Regions from separate parts of the Hordeum vulgare genome. Here region 2 is linked to region 1. A link is a contact called in public Hi-C data. All regions are on one chromosome and are shown on one strand. Each heading gives the region's core, a stretch centred on a gene start, on an enhancer-like site or on the middle of the called end of the contact. The rest is flanking DNA. Distances are from core to core; before and after follow the strand shown. Region 1 holds the start of LOC123412369 (protein RICE SALT SENSITIVE 3). Region 2 has its middle 200 kb from the start of LOC123413208.

Evidence for each region. Hi-C and Micro-C count contacts between places; a contact is called where the count stands out from the background.
Region 2: a contact with region 1 is called in a Hi-C map of seedling, with 3 times the contacts expected there. The contact joins the enhancer-like site here to the promoter of LOC123412369 in region 1. A contact is called at or near these places in 3 of 6 Hi-C or Micro-C datasets (leaf and seedling).

The regions. Positions count from the first base shown.
Region 1 is chr7H:96,814,714-96,821,114 of MorexV3_pseudomolecules_assembly, reverse strand. It overlaps LOC123412369 (protein RICE SALT SENSITIVE 3), which reads left to right and starts at 4,497. Exons shown (of 7, transcript XM_045105316.1): 1 at 4,497-4,913; 2 at 5,070-5,123; 3 at 5,213-5,428; 4 at 5,590-5,695; 5 at 5,800-5,841; 6 at 6,077-6,133. The coding sequence starts at 4,777.
Region 2 is chr7H:97,452,528-97,458,963 of MorexV3_pseudomolecules_assembly, reverse strand. No RefSeq gene overlaps it. Among protein-coding and RNA genes, the nearest start is that of LOC123413208, 200 kb to the left of the region's middle. Within about 2 kb of position 1,358, at least 2 of the 3 cell types and tissues checked have open chromatin away from gene starts, as enhancers often do. A contact at or near this core is called in seedling, where this site is marked.

The DNA.
Region 1 (6,401 bases), core at 3,248-5,747:
AGTCACATTGCTTGCAAGGCTTGTGTGTGATGTTGTATTACCGAGTGGGCCCCGAGATACCTCTCCGTCACACGGAGTGACAAATCACAGTCTTGATCCATACTAACTCAACGGACACCTTCGGAGATACCTATAGAACACCTTTATAGTCACCCAGTTATGTTGTGACGTTTGATGCACACAAGGTATTCCTCCGGTGCCAGTGAGTTATATGATCTCATGGTCATAGGAATAAATACTTGACACGCAGAAAACAATAGCAATAAAACAACACGATCAATATGCTACGTTCATAGTTTGGGTCTAGTCCATCACATGATTCTCCTAATAATGTGATCCAGTTATAAGCAACAACACTTTGCACATAGTCAGAAAACCTTGACTATCATTGATCAACTGGCTAGCCAACTAGAGGCTTGCTAGGGACATTGTTTTGTCTATGTATCCACACATGTATCTATGTTTTCATTCAATACAACTATAGCATGGATAATAAACGATTATCTTTAAACATGAAATATAATAATAACTATTTATCATTGCCTCTAGGGCATATTTCCAACACGCATGTATTGACCCCCTTCTTTAAATTAGAACTCCGAGATGCGGGATCAACTCCTAACATATGATCGCATACGAGAAATTCAAGTGGAATTGGCGGGATTCTTTGTTGACCACGTCATACCTAAAGACGGAGAATGCCGTGTAGATTTGTCATCGGATCTTAATTAGATGATGTTTTGGATTAATTGTAAAATATTTTATATTATATATATGTAATAGCGTCGGATAGATATACGAAAACTTGTTGTTTGACCAAGCATGGAGAAAGAGAGGACACTTCTCTCTATTAGCTAGCTAACACAATATGAAAACCACTAAATTAACGCTCCAACCCTCCCCCCCCCCCAAACCCACCGCCACCATTCAAAAAAAACAAAAATCCCAGCTCCGGCCAGATGCTGACGCGTGGATGCCATGTTGTCCTGGTTGGTGTGACCAACAGGGACAAAAGAACCTCCTGCACGGGCTACCCGTAGAGGCCACGTGGAGACCCTTGGGTCCCGGTTAGTAAGGGAACCAGAACTAAATGCTATCGGCTTTAGTCCCGGCCCTTTAGTCCCGGTTCCAGAACCGGGGCTAATGGGCCTCTGGAACCGGGAGAAATGGGCCATTTTCTACTAGTACATGAAAGCAAGCATACGTTGGGTAGACAAATTACTCTTGGGACATTGATAGAAAAGCGGATAGTTATGCGATATTCACGACAATGATCATGTATCTATAGGCATCACGTCCATAAGCAAATAGGTCGACTCCTGTCTGCACCTATTACTATTACTCCACCCGTCGACCGTTATCCAACATGCATCTAGAGTAGTAAGTAAAACGGAGTAATGCTTGCAGAACAATGACATGATGTAGACAAAGAGAACTCAATTAATTTTAATTAACCCCATCATTTTACATTTATTGGCAACAATACAAAGACGTATCTTGTCCCCTACTGTGTCACTCGGATATAGAAATCCATCAACTTGAACCCACTACAATGCACCTATCTCACTGGAAAAAGATCAATCTACTCGGCCAAACCAAATCTATAGATCAGAAAGATTTAAGAAGTTGTGATGATCATGCACATAAGAATCATATTTAGAATTCAGAGATGACTTAAATATTTATCATGAATAATCTGAACATAAACCCACAATTCATGGGATTTCAACAAACGCACCGCACAAAAGAGTTACATGGGATAGATGAAAGCAAAGATGCAATGATCATTGTATTGAAGATCAAGAGAGAGAGAGAGAGAGGGAGAGAGAGAGTGAGAGATAGCCATCTAGGTACTAACTACAAAGTCGTAGGTCTACGGTGAACTACTAGCACATCACCATGGAGCGACGGGGTTGATGTAGAGGTCCTCCGTGGTCGATTCCCCCTCCGTATAAGCACTGGAAAAGGGCTCCAGATGGCCTCACGGCGGAACAAAGACTTGTGACGGCGAAAAAAGTGTTTTGGGGTGCTCCTTAGGGTTTTTGGGGATTAATGTGAATTTATAAGACGAAGAGGTACGCCAATAGGCAGCTTAGGGCGGCACGAGGCAATAGGGCGCAGTCACCCATGGGCACGCCTTGTTGTGTGGTGCTCCCCTCGTGAGGCCTCTGGCCTCCTCCCGAAGCTTTCAGGTCTTCTTTTGGTCCAGAAAAAATCACCAAAATCTTTCATGGCAATTGGACTTCGTTTGATACTATAACCTGAAAAGCTAAAAACACGCACAAAACAACAACTCGCAATGGGTCAATAGGTTAGTGCTAAAAATAATATAAATTGATGTATAAATACCCAAAAGTATACTAGAAAGATAATATTAATACCATGGAACAATAAAAGATTATAGATACATTGGACATGTATCAACGTGCAGCCAATCGAAACCGGAGCCTACTTGCGCGAGACTAAGTAGTCGACAGACGAGCCAGCCGGTCCTTCAGGCACGGGACATCATGAGACGGGGCACTCGCAGGTTCAACGAAGGCCATCCAATGACGGAGGCCCCACGGACAGACCTGCAGTCTAGCCGTTAATGATCGTCAAGGCGGGTTGCCCAGGAACGAGCAATGCGGGCAGATCGGACGACGTCAAGAGCCCCTCGAGAGGCCCTCGCGGTACACCACCACATAACGGACGTCTCGAAGGTCCTTTCAATCCTTGGTTAGTTAGAGAACATAGGTACTCCAACATTATTTATATGAATATATAATGAGCAAGGCTAGAAAACAAGAGGTGGGCCGATATGCCTCTACTTGGGCTACAAGTGTGGTGGAGGCCCATTAGGGGAGGATTTGGCTTTTAATCTTGGGCTTGGCCCTCTTTGCTCCTTTACGCCCATCTTTGACATATTCTTTTATAAGCTCTTCTTCCTTTGACTTATTGAACATGAAAATTTGTTTGGACGGCTTTCTTGGACCCTGAAGAGCTTGCTTGGATTTCTGTTGACCTTCTTGACTTGTGTTGACTAATCTTAACTTTTATTGACCATTCATGTGACATGCCATACGGGTTAGAGGATGAGACCTCAAGTAGGGTCGAAGTCATTCGTACGAGCCCACTTACATGACAAAAGTGCCTATGTGAAGGAGAGAGATGTGAAAAAGAAGGAGAGTTGGCTCTTATGCAGAAGCCTAGCTATATACTTATTCCTAGGTAAATGCAATAAATCTGAAGGAGGAGATAGAGAGAAGATGAAAACAAGATTAATGTAAGAGCCAACCTTATAGCAACATTATTGTATGAGTGTCTACAGATGACGGTTATATATGACATGGTAGTTCCTTATAGCCATCAGCTGGCTATATTATTAACCATGCTCTACAAGAACATACGCACACACATTTATTTAGTGTGGAAATGGGTAAACTAATCGGTTATTGTCCATTTGAATACGGATCATTTAACTTATTGGTGTTATTCTTTTATTAAAAAGAACTCATTAATGCTATATGGAACATTTTCCATCAGTCTTTTTTCTGTTGCTTTTCCAGTCTATGCTTTCTCTGAGGGCATCTTCAATAGTTGTAAGATAGTTATTGGTAAACTTTACCACCTATGATATATGATGATGTGGTAACAAATAGATGAGGAGAGAGAGAAAATTCGTATGTAGATTAACCAACAACTCTTACACAAGCTCCAAGATTAAATAAAGAGCAATTGCATTTATTCCGTTTTCTCTTATTGGATAATTTAGATGCAACCATTCAAATAGTTGTATGATTCCTTGTTGGTTGAACAATTTTACCAACAAGACTACATACAAAGTATTAGAGATGTGCCCGAGATGAGGCGTTTGGCTGTCTCCTAGCGCCTACGCGCCATCTAGACATTGCCTTTCATCGCAGAGCCAAAATGCACCTAGGAGCCTATATGTCCTTTGCTCTGTTTCCTCACGGTGAATTGGGGATGAATGCTACGACTCCCTGCTTTAGCATTCCCAGTAACTTTATGTCAGTGCTATGGCGCATAGCTAGCACGGTAGCACACGCGGCACTGAACTCATCTCGTCCCGTTATTAGTTTGGAGACGTGCGTGACACTTGCTCTTGCTCAACGCGAAAGATACTAGAACAAGTATATACCGCAAGAAAAGACAACCCGGGAACGCAATGCATGGGCGAGGCAGGATGAGCGCCAGTGGAGTATTCAGCGATTCCCATCCCAGCATCGCAATTAATCCACAAGGAGCCGTACGAAGCACAGTCCTCCTCTATATTTTTTTTGCGTGTGGGCATGAAGGGGACAGTTGGGATCAACTCGCTCCAAGGACCGAAAACACGAGCATGATTTCTCTCATTCTTCCCACAACTAATAATAAGAGCCAAAATGTGGACCATGTGGAAAAGCCGGGCACAACAAGAGAGAGAGAGAGAGAGGGGGGGGGGAGGATACATATTTTTTTATCAGCTTTATACTCCCAAGCAAGCAGTCCCCCCATCATCTTGAGTCTCGAGACAGAGACGTACAGAGAGAGGGGGTATAAATTTCGGGCAAGTGTGGCGCTCTCATTCGATGGTGGCCTGGCCTCACAAGCCTCAGCTCACAGCCATACGGAGAGGGAGATCACACACGCGAAAGGGAGTCCAGCTCCAGCATCAAGCTTAAGCAAGCAGCTAGAGCCAGTGCCAGTTCTCCCATATTCTCGATCGGCGTCTCCTTCTCCACTCCCTGCTACTGAATCAGCCCGGCTTCTCCATCTCCGGCGGCGGCGGCGGCAATGGAGGAGCAGCTGAGCCCGGTGGCCGTGACGCACCTGCTGCAGCACACGCTCCGGAGCCTCTGCACCAGCGACGCCTCGCAGTGGGTCTACGCCGTCTTCTGGCGCATCCTCCCCCGGAACTACCCTCCCCCCAAGTGAGCCCCTGCCTCCGCCCCTTTCTTCCATCCATCATCTTCATCACGCGCCCGTAAACACACCATGGCCGCCGCCCGTCGATCAATCTCCTAACGCCGCACTGCGCCCTCTTTGACGATTGCTAATCCCTTTGCTGGCTCCGTCGGTTTTACCAGATGGGATCTCCCAGGTGTGGCGTATGACAGGACCAGGGGAAACAGGAGGAACTGGTACGCGCGCGAGGCAAACACTTCAAGTCTTTTTTACCGTCGCCTGGTCTGGGACTTACTGTGTCGGGGTTTTGGTTTCTTGCACCCAGGATCCTGGCGTGGGAGGACGGATTCTGCAACTTCGCGGCCACCACCTCTGCAGCCGCCTGCGGCCAAGAGGGGGCAGGGGCCGCCGCAGCTGCAGCGGCGGCTGCGTACGCGGACTGCGAGGCTGCCGCGCAGGAGGCGAAGCAGGGCCTGGGCCTGGGCCTGCAGCCTGAGCTCTTCTTCAAGATGTCCCACGACATCTACAACTACGGCGAAGGGTCAGTACTCCTGCTATACTTCTACTACTGCCCAAGATTAACTGGCTTATGATCGGATTAGGTAGCTAAGCAGGTGATCGATCGGCCGGTCACCGGTGCTGCTGACTAATGGTTAAGTTAAGTAACCAGGCTGCATCTCTGTTCTTGGTCGCCGCCTGCAGGTTGATAGGGAAAGTGGCGGCGGACCACAGCCACAAGTGGATCTTCAAGGAGCCCCCGGAGCAGGAGATCAGCCTCATCTCCTCCTGGAACAACCCCGCCGACTCCGTAAGCTGCTCCTCCGGCCCCAAAACATTAGCCTCGAGCTTACTGTGCCATCGCCTGCTTAACCTTAACTAACCATCCTCCATGAAATTATTGACCCGGTGCAGCAACCGAGGACATGGGAGGCTCAGTTCCAGTCTGGAATCCAGGTACGCCTTGACAAATCGCAATCGCCGCCGGCCTTTTGATCAAAAGCTCTCTGCCTGCTCCATCACCCTCTGCTGCTGCTGCTGCTGCCGCATCGTTCGCCGCGCCGCATGCAGTCTGCTAGACGAGCTGAAAGCTCAAAGCTGAAAGCTGCCATGGCAGCGTAGCATCACTAGTTTCTTTCTTTTCTTTTCCCATTTCTTTCTCTAATTCTCCTCTCCTCTGTGGCGCGTGCAGACCATCGCGCTGATCGCCGTCAGGGAGGGCGTCGTGCAGCTCGGCTCCATGAAAAAGGTGCGCCCCCTGGATTAGCCCGTGTGTTTATAGCCCACTGCGTGCTCGCCGGTCTTATTCTACCGAGCTTTAATGGATTCTCCCCCGAGAACGGAAGCCAACATGTGGCGCACGCGCGACCGTGCAGCGCCACTAGTGGTAGCAGCAGTGGCTTTAATTGATAGTATTTGGTTGCACGAGTGAGTGAGTGAGTGAGTGGTTGTGTAATGATGATGTGATGCTGCTAGCTCCGGGGCTGCTTGTTTGTTTCATCGATCGATCGTTGTCA
Region 2 (6,436 bases), core at 109-2,608, 640 kb before region 1:
GCTTTCATCATCGTCCAACCTGCCAAGACGGGAAGAAGTTCTCATCCCCCACAACTTTCCCGATACGACGGCTGTTATTTTCTAAGCAGATCTCTCCTCCTTTTCTCTGTCACCGCGACCGAACCCCATGTAGAGCTGCTGGCTGCCACCTTTGCCGTTTGGTGAGGAATCCATCAGTCACACACGCAGGGAGGAAGATGGAGGCCCAATGGTCGTAAGAAAGAAAGGGATCATCATCAGGCTTGATGCCCCCAATGATTCTGCCTTTTCCATGTGCATTCCCCTCTGTAAAGACGATGAGGGCGAGGGAGTTAGCAGGATAAGCAGACTAGTGGCGAGGTGACACTTGTGTCCCCCTGACCATCATTTTACAGGGGAGCTCCTCATATGTGGTCGCCGGACAGTGGCGGGTGCTCATGTCCGCTGCAAATGGCAGGTGTTGGCCGGGAGGAGAAGGTTGAGCGTTACTTGTCAGGGGCCATGCCCTGTGCCAAGCACTTGACTGATTTGATGGCTCTCCTCTTGTTAAGGCATGCGTTGGTTTGATCACCCCGTGAACCACACCATCTCCCAACATTTTCTCCCCTGTTTCTTTCTTTCCTTCTTCCTTTCTTTCTTTTTCCGGGTAAGGCAGCAAATGGAACTTCGGAAATTACCATACGCCGCCGCTGTTCAGCGTACACTCAACCAATCTTACAAAGAAAACAAGGGAATACTCATAGACTGCATGCATCTTACCCTTTCGGTAAACCAGTAAGGAACTCGGCACCGGTCCATCAGAGATCACACGACAGTCCGAACGGCGCCATGCCGTGATCCGAACCGTACTGACGAATAATCTCCCATTAATCATGGAGTGGGGTTACGCCGAGGGGTTGGTCAACAATCATGTTGCAAAGGCGCCACACATGCCGTAGCTGCAGTGAGCTGCTATAGGGAGCATACAGTGCCCCGTCCTGCTTCATAACTCGCGGGAAGCCATTGGTAGTGGGATCGCTGAGCCGAGGGCCGCCTACGCTGTTAGACGGTCATCACGCACCAAGACGAAGATGCGTGGCAATGGCATGGCGTTCCACGAACGGCGGCCGGGGCATCCTTCTGCATGCTCGCCCTTTGTCATTCAGCTGTCCGTCTCCGTTTACGGTCGGAAAGCGCCGGATTCGCGTCGGCACCGACTGTTCCTCAACATTGCAGTGCAGCCAGGCCTGGAATTTGCTCATGTGTTGGGGCTATGATACAGTGGGATTAGTTCCTTTATTAGGTGAGTTTCACCTGCAGTTTTATCGCTTTCCTGCACGGTGCGTATTGATTGTCTCTACATCTACAGGCAGGCTTGGAGGGGCCTGGATCTAAATCTTCAGAGACTTATCGTTTAGCACCAGATGTCTTTTGACCACGCTCGCATTGGCCGTATTCGGGCGTGACGAGGGCTATTGCGCAGCGGCATTGCTGTGCCAATGCAATGCTTAGCTGGTATGGCGCTAGGCTCTTTCAGTTTAATCTTCCAGTTTCCGTGAGAGGAACAGCAAAATTTACCGCTATCCTGCAATATCATACTACATCCTGAAGTGCGCTTCTTACTTGTGTTGTGCAGACGATGAAACTTCAGGGTGCCCCCCATTGGTTTCATCCTGACTTAGAAGCATTGTCCAATCCCAGTCTGTTCTCTTACGTGTGACTCGGAGCACAAAATGAAGGGGCAGTTGTGCATCCCAATCTTCCACTTTTCTCAAAATGGTAAAGATAATTCAGTGAGTGAAGGGGCCCTTTTAACTGATCAGACTAGATAAGAAGGAACATGGGGCAATCTTGTGCATGCAGAACACCAGAGTATCTCCATTTTCAAAGAAAAAAAAGAGGAAGGAATTTGATCTTTTAATTGAGAAATTTTGTACTCCCCCCATTTCTAAATATCAATACGGATTACATACATATGTATATAGACATATTTTAGTATATAGATTCACCCATCTTGTTCCATATGTAGTCCGTATTAAAAAATTTAAAAAGGCTTATATATTTTTTTTGAAGGTCATGGAGGAGGGCAAAAGCCCTCCACCTGAATCATTTTCTATTTCCATTAACTATAACCATCCCAGTTTTACATAGTTACCACACACCTCCAAGAGGCAATAGGGGAGAGAGACACATAGAGGGAGAGGGACAAGTAGATATTTGGGGGGGGGGGGGGGGGGATCACACCCCCTCCCATGGGGGGGAAAACACCCACAACCAACCATCCTCGTCCGCACGCGCCGCCTCTTTGAGAAGTCCACGCCAGAGGACCGAATCTTCCCTGCAGCAGCTGAGGACACTTGCAAGGGACGGCGCAACCTCGCGAAACACCACGACATTCCGGTGCTTCCATAGTTGCCAACAACACATCAGCGTGAACGTGGCAGACCATGTGCTCCCTGCGACCGCACCGACATCAAGCGCCTGCAAGGCCCCCACATGGCAATTTTCACCAACGACGCCAACCCCCACCGTCCTCCAGAAGGCGCGGGCAAAAGAGCACCCAAAGATCAAATGATCCGCAGTCTCAAGGGCAATGGAGCAGGGGGGCACCTGACACCCGGGGGTTCAACAACATGCTTCCGAAGCAGGACATCACGCGTATGAATGCGCCGCTGGACCAGCAGCCACCCGAAGAAACGCACCCACGAAGGCGCACATGAGCCCGAGACGAACTCAACAAAGTTTGCTCGCAGCCCACGGAACCACTCCAGGGCATAGACAGAGCTGGGGACGAGCACCCCCGAGCCCCGACACACCTCGAGAGGGTCTGTTCATCATCGCCAGGAGCTGGGGGGGGAGGCTCGTGGATGAGGGGTAGGAGGGCCGCGAGCTCAGCCGCGCCGACCGCACTCAGCCGAGGAACCAGCAATCGCTCCAGGCCACGAGCGTGCACCTCCCACACAGTAGCCTCCTTACAGGTGGCATGCGACAGCAGGGCAGGGAAGGTCGTGGCCACTACCCCACATGGGAGCCAGTGGTCGAACCAGAAGGAGGTCCACCGTCCATCTCTCCCCCGGACCCTGGTGATCCCCCAATAGAGATGGAGCAGTGAAGGCACTGTGCTCCCCGACGACCCTACTGGCTGACAGGTGGAGGAGCGAACGGCCGTCCAGATCCGCCGAGACCCATGGCACCCATCGCGAGGACGACGCCGACACATGCACACGATGCAACATCTTAAGCAGGAGGCACCTGTTTTAGGTGGCTAGGTCGCGGACCCCCAAGCCCCCTCCTCCTTGGCCCACCAAACTTGTGTTGGCTTTTGAACGTGCGTATGCAGTCGTACAGGCATGCCTACGCGATTCTTGCTTCGACCGGCTACTTGACGGAACTTGCGTAACTAGCGACACGAATAAAACTGATCGATGGATTTGATGGCTAAAGGCCCGTGTCGAGCCTTTGCTTTGTATTGCTTTTCGTTTTTTCTGGTGTTACAAGCAACACCCCTAGGGTGTCTTTTCTACATATCCACAAAGGGATTATGGAAATAGACTAGGACTAGGAATCCTAATACTACTAGGACTCGGTTTGCCTTTCTTTCCTAATCCTACATGAGCAACATGATTAACTTCTACATTCACCTCCTTAATCTTGTTGCTTGACTTCACTTCTTGCACTCCAACTTTCTTCCTCATCTCGATGAACTTCTGTCGACCGAGGGACTTGGTGAAAATATCGACAAGTTGGTCTTTTGTGTTCACATGTTGAACCTCGATCAACCCGTCTTCAATGCACTCCCGGATATGGTGGAACCGGGTATCTATGTGCTTGCCCCTTTCGTGATGAACCAGATTTTTGCACAACGAAATTCCAGATTGCTTGTCGATCTTCAATGACACCTTCTGTACCTCCCGCTTTGCAAGAATAGCTAGGAGTCTTCTCAGCCAAACTGCTTGACAAGCCGCCGTGCTTGCCGCTATGTATTCTGCCTCGCATGAAGACAGTGCCACCACCTTTTGCTTCTGAGAATTCCAGCTAATTGGATTCGGGCCAAGGTAGAAAACCATGCCCGTTGTGGTCTTTCGGTCACCAACATCACCTGCCATGTCACTATCTGAATATCCATGAAGGATCAATCCTTCCTTTCCCTTTCTATACGTGCAACCAAGATTAATGGTGCCTTTCACATAGCGGAAGATTTGATTGACCACGCTCATGTGCTCGGTTGTCGGATTCTCCATGAAACGACTCACGATCCCGACTGAATAAGCCAAGTCAGGTCGGGTATGCACCAAATATCTTAGGCTGCCCACAACTCTTCGATACATTGTGGTGTCCACCGGCGGATTTGAGCTACGCTTGCTCAACTTGTGACGTTGGTCCATTGGAACTTGTGTCTCGTAGCAATCTGATATGGCACACTTTTCCAATAACTTGACCGCATAAGCTGATTGACATAGGGAAATCTCTCTGGAGCTTTGCTTCACTTCGATGCCCAAGTAATAGCTGAGTAATCCAAGATCGCTCATGCTAAACTTGTTCTTCATTTGCGCCTTGAAACGTTCAATTTCTTGTACGCTATCTCTGCTGATAATCAGATCGTCGACATAAACTCCAACTAGCAGGTTTGAGCCTTTGGAGTTCTTTGTATAGACTACGTGCTCGAGGGGACATCTCTTGAACCCGAGCGAGACCAAACTTCGGTCTAACTTTGAGTTCCAAGCTCTCGGCGCTTGCTTCAACCCGTAAAGTGCTTTCTTGAGCTTGTAAACTTTCCCTTCTTCGCCTTTCTTCTCGTAGCCGAGGGGTTGTTCCACGTACACTTCTTCTGTGAGATCACCGTTGAGGAAAGCGGTTTTAACATCCATATGATGAACCTTCCAATCCTCTTGTGCTGCCAAAGCTAGGAGCACTCTCACTGTCTCGAGTCGAGCAACTGGTGCAAACACCTCATCATAGTCAACTCCTTGACGTTGTACGTAGCCCTTTGCAACGAGTCTTGCCTTGTACTTCACAATGGCACCTTCCGTGTCCTTCTTTAACTTGTAAACCCACTTCAAACCAATCGCCTTTTGGTTGGAAGGTCGGGTTACCAAAGTCCACGTGCCATTGCTCTCAATCGCCTTCATCTTCTCATCCATGGCGTGCGTCCAGCTAGGACTTTTGCTCGCCTCTACGAAGTTCGCCGGCTCCTCAACTCCGAGCAGACATAGTCCGGAGTACACGAGCGTAACTGGCTTTGTGTATTTGTAGACTTTCTTGAGGGTCTTGTAGCGACGAGGCCCTGAGGAATCCGTTGTGGCTTGCGAATGAGGCGACACAAATTGTGTCGGTGTTGATGCACTTGAGGAAGATGGCTGAGACCTGGGCGTGTCATCGACATCCGTGTCGTCGGCGTAGTCGTCGTGACCGTGACCATCATCTTGATTGTCGTCGTCACTATGCGCCTCGTTGTTGATGTTGTCGTGGAGATCTCTGCCCGTGCCGTGCGCGTCGTTGTCGCTATCTCCTTGCGACCTATGCACGTTGTCGTCGGTGTCGGCACCATGATGATCACTACCATTGTGACCTTGGTTGGGCGTCTTGCCAACCACTTGGACATCCTCCCCTACATCATCATCAGTTGGAAATTCAACCGTGAATATGTTACCGTTCGGAGCATCGTCACCTGCGGCGCTCCAATTCCACGCTTGGTTTTCTTCAAACACGACGTCGCGTGAAATCCATAGACGCTTGGTTTGTGGATCATAGAAGTGGTATGCCTTGGTGCCAGAACTCCTCTCGTATCCGATGAACACCATCTTGGTGCTACGATCGACAAGCTTTGAGAGATGTGGCTCCGCCGTCTTCACATGTGCCACACACCCGAACGTCCGTAGATGAGACACATTTGGCTTACGTCCATAAATTGCTTCATACGGAGTCTTGACGATCACCGCCTTCGTTGGAGCCCGGTTGAGAAGATAGACCGCCGTCGAGACAGCTTCTCCCCAAAAAATCCCCGGGAGGTTCTTGCTCTTGAGTAAACTCCTTGCCATGTCAACGACGGTTCGATTGCGCCTTTCAACGACCCCGTTCTGCTGTGGCGTGTAAGGTGCCATGAGGAACCTTTTTATGCCAATCTTCTCACAGTAGTCGTTGAACTCGTTCGACGTAAACTCTCCACCGTGATATGCCCGTAGAGCGCGAACCTTCAGCTTGTGTTCCATCTCCGTTCCAGCCTTCAGCTTCTTGAACGCTTCAAACGCCTCATCTTTAGATTGTAGGAGAATGACCCACATATATCTCGAGTAGTCGTCTACCACAAGGAAGAAATACTTCTTTCCCGCGTGAGTTGCCGGGGTGATAGGGCCACATAGATCACCATGGAGCAGCTCGAGTGCATCACTTGCACGATAGGTAGACTGAGCAGGGAACGGCCCGCGCTGCTGTTTTCCAACCAAGCACCCGTCACATACTCGATTAACATGGTCGATAA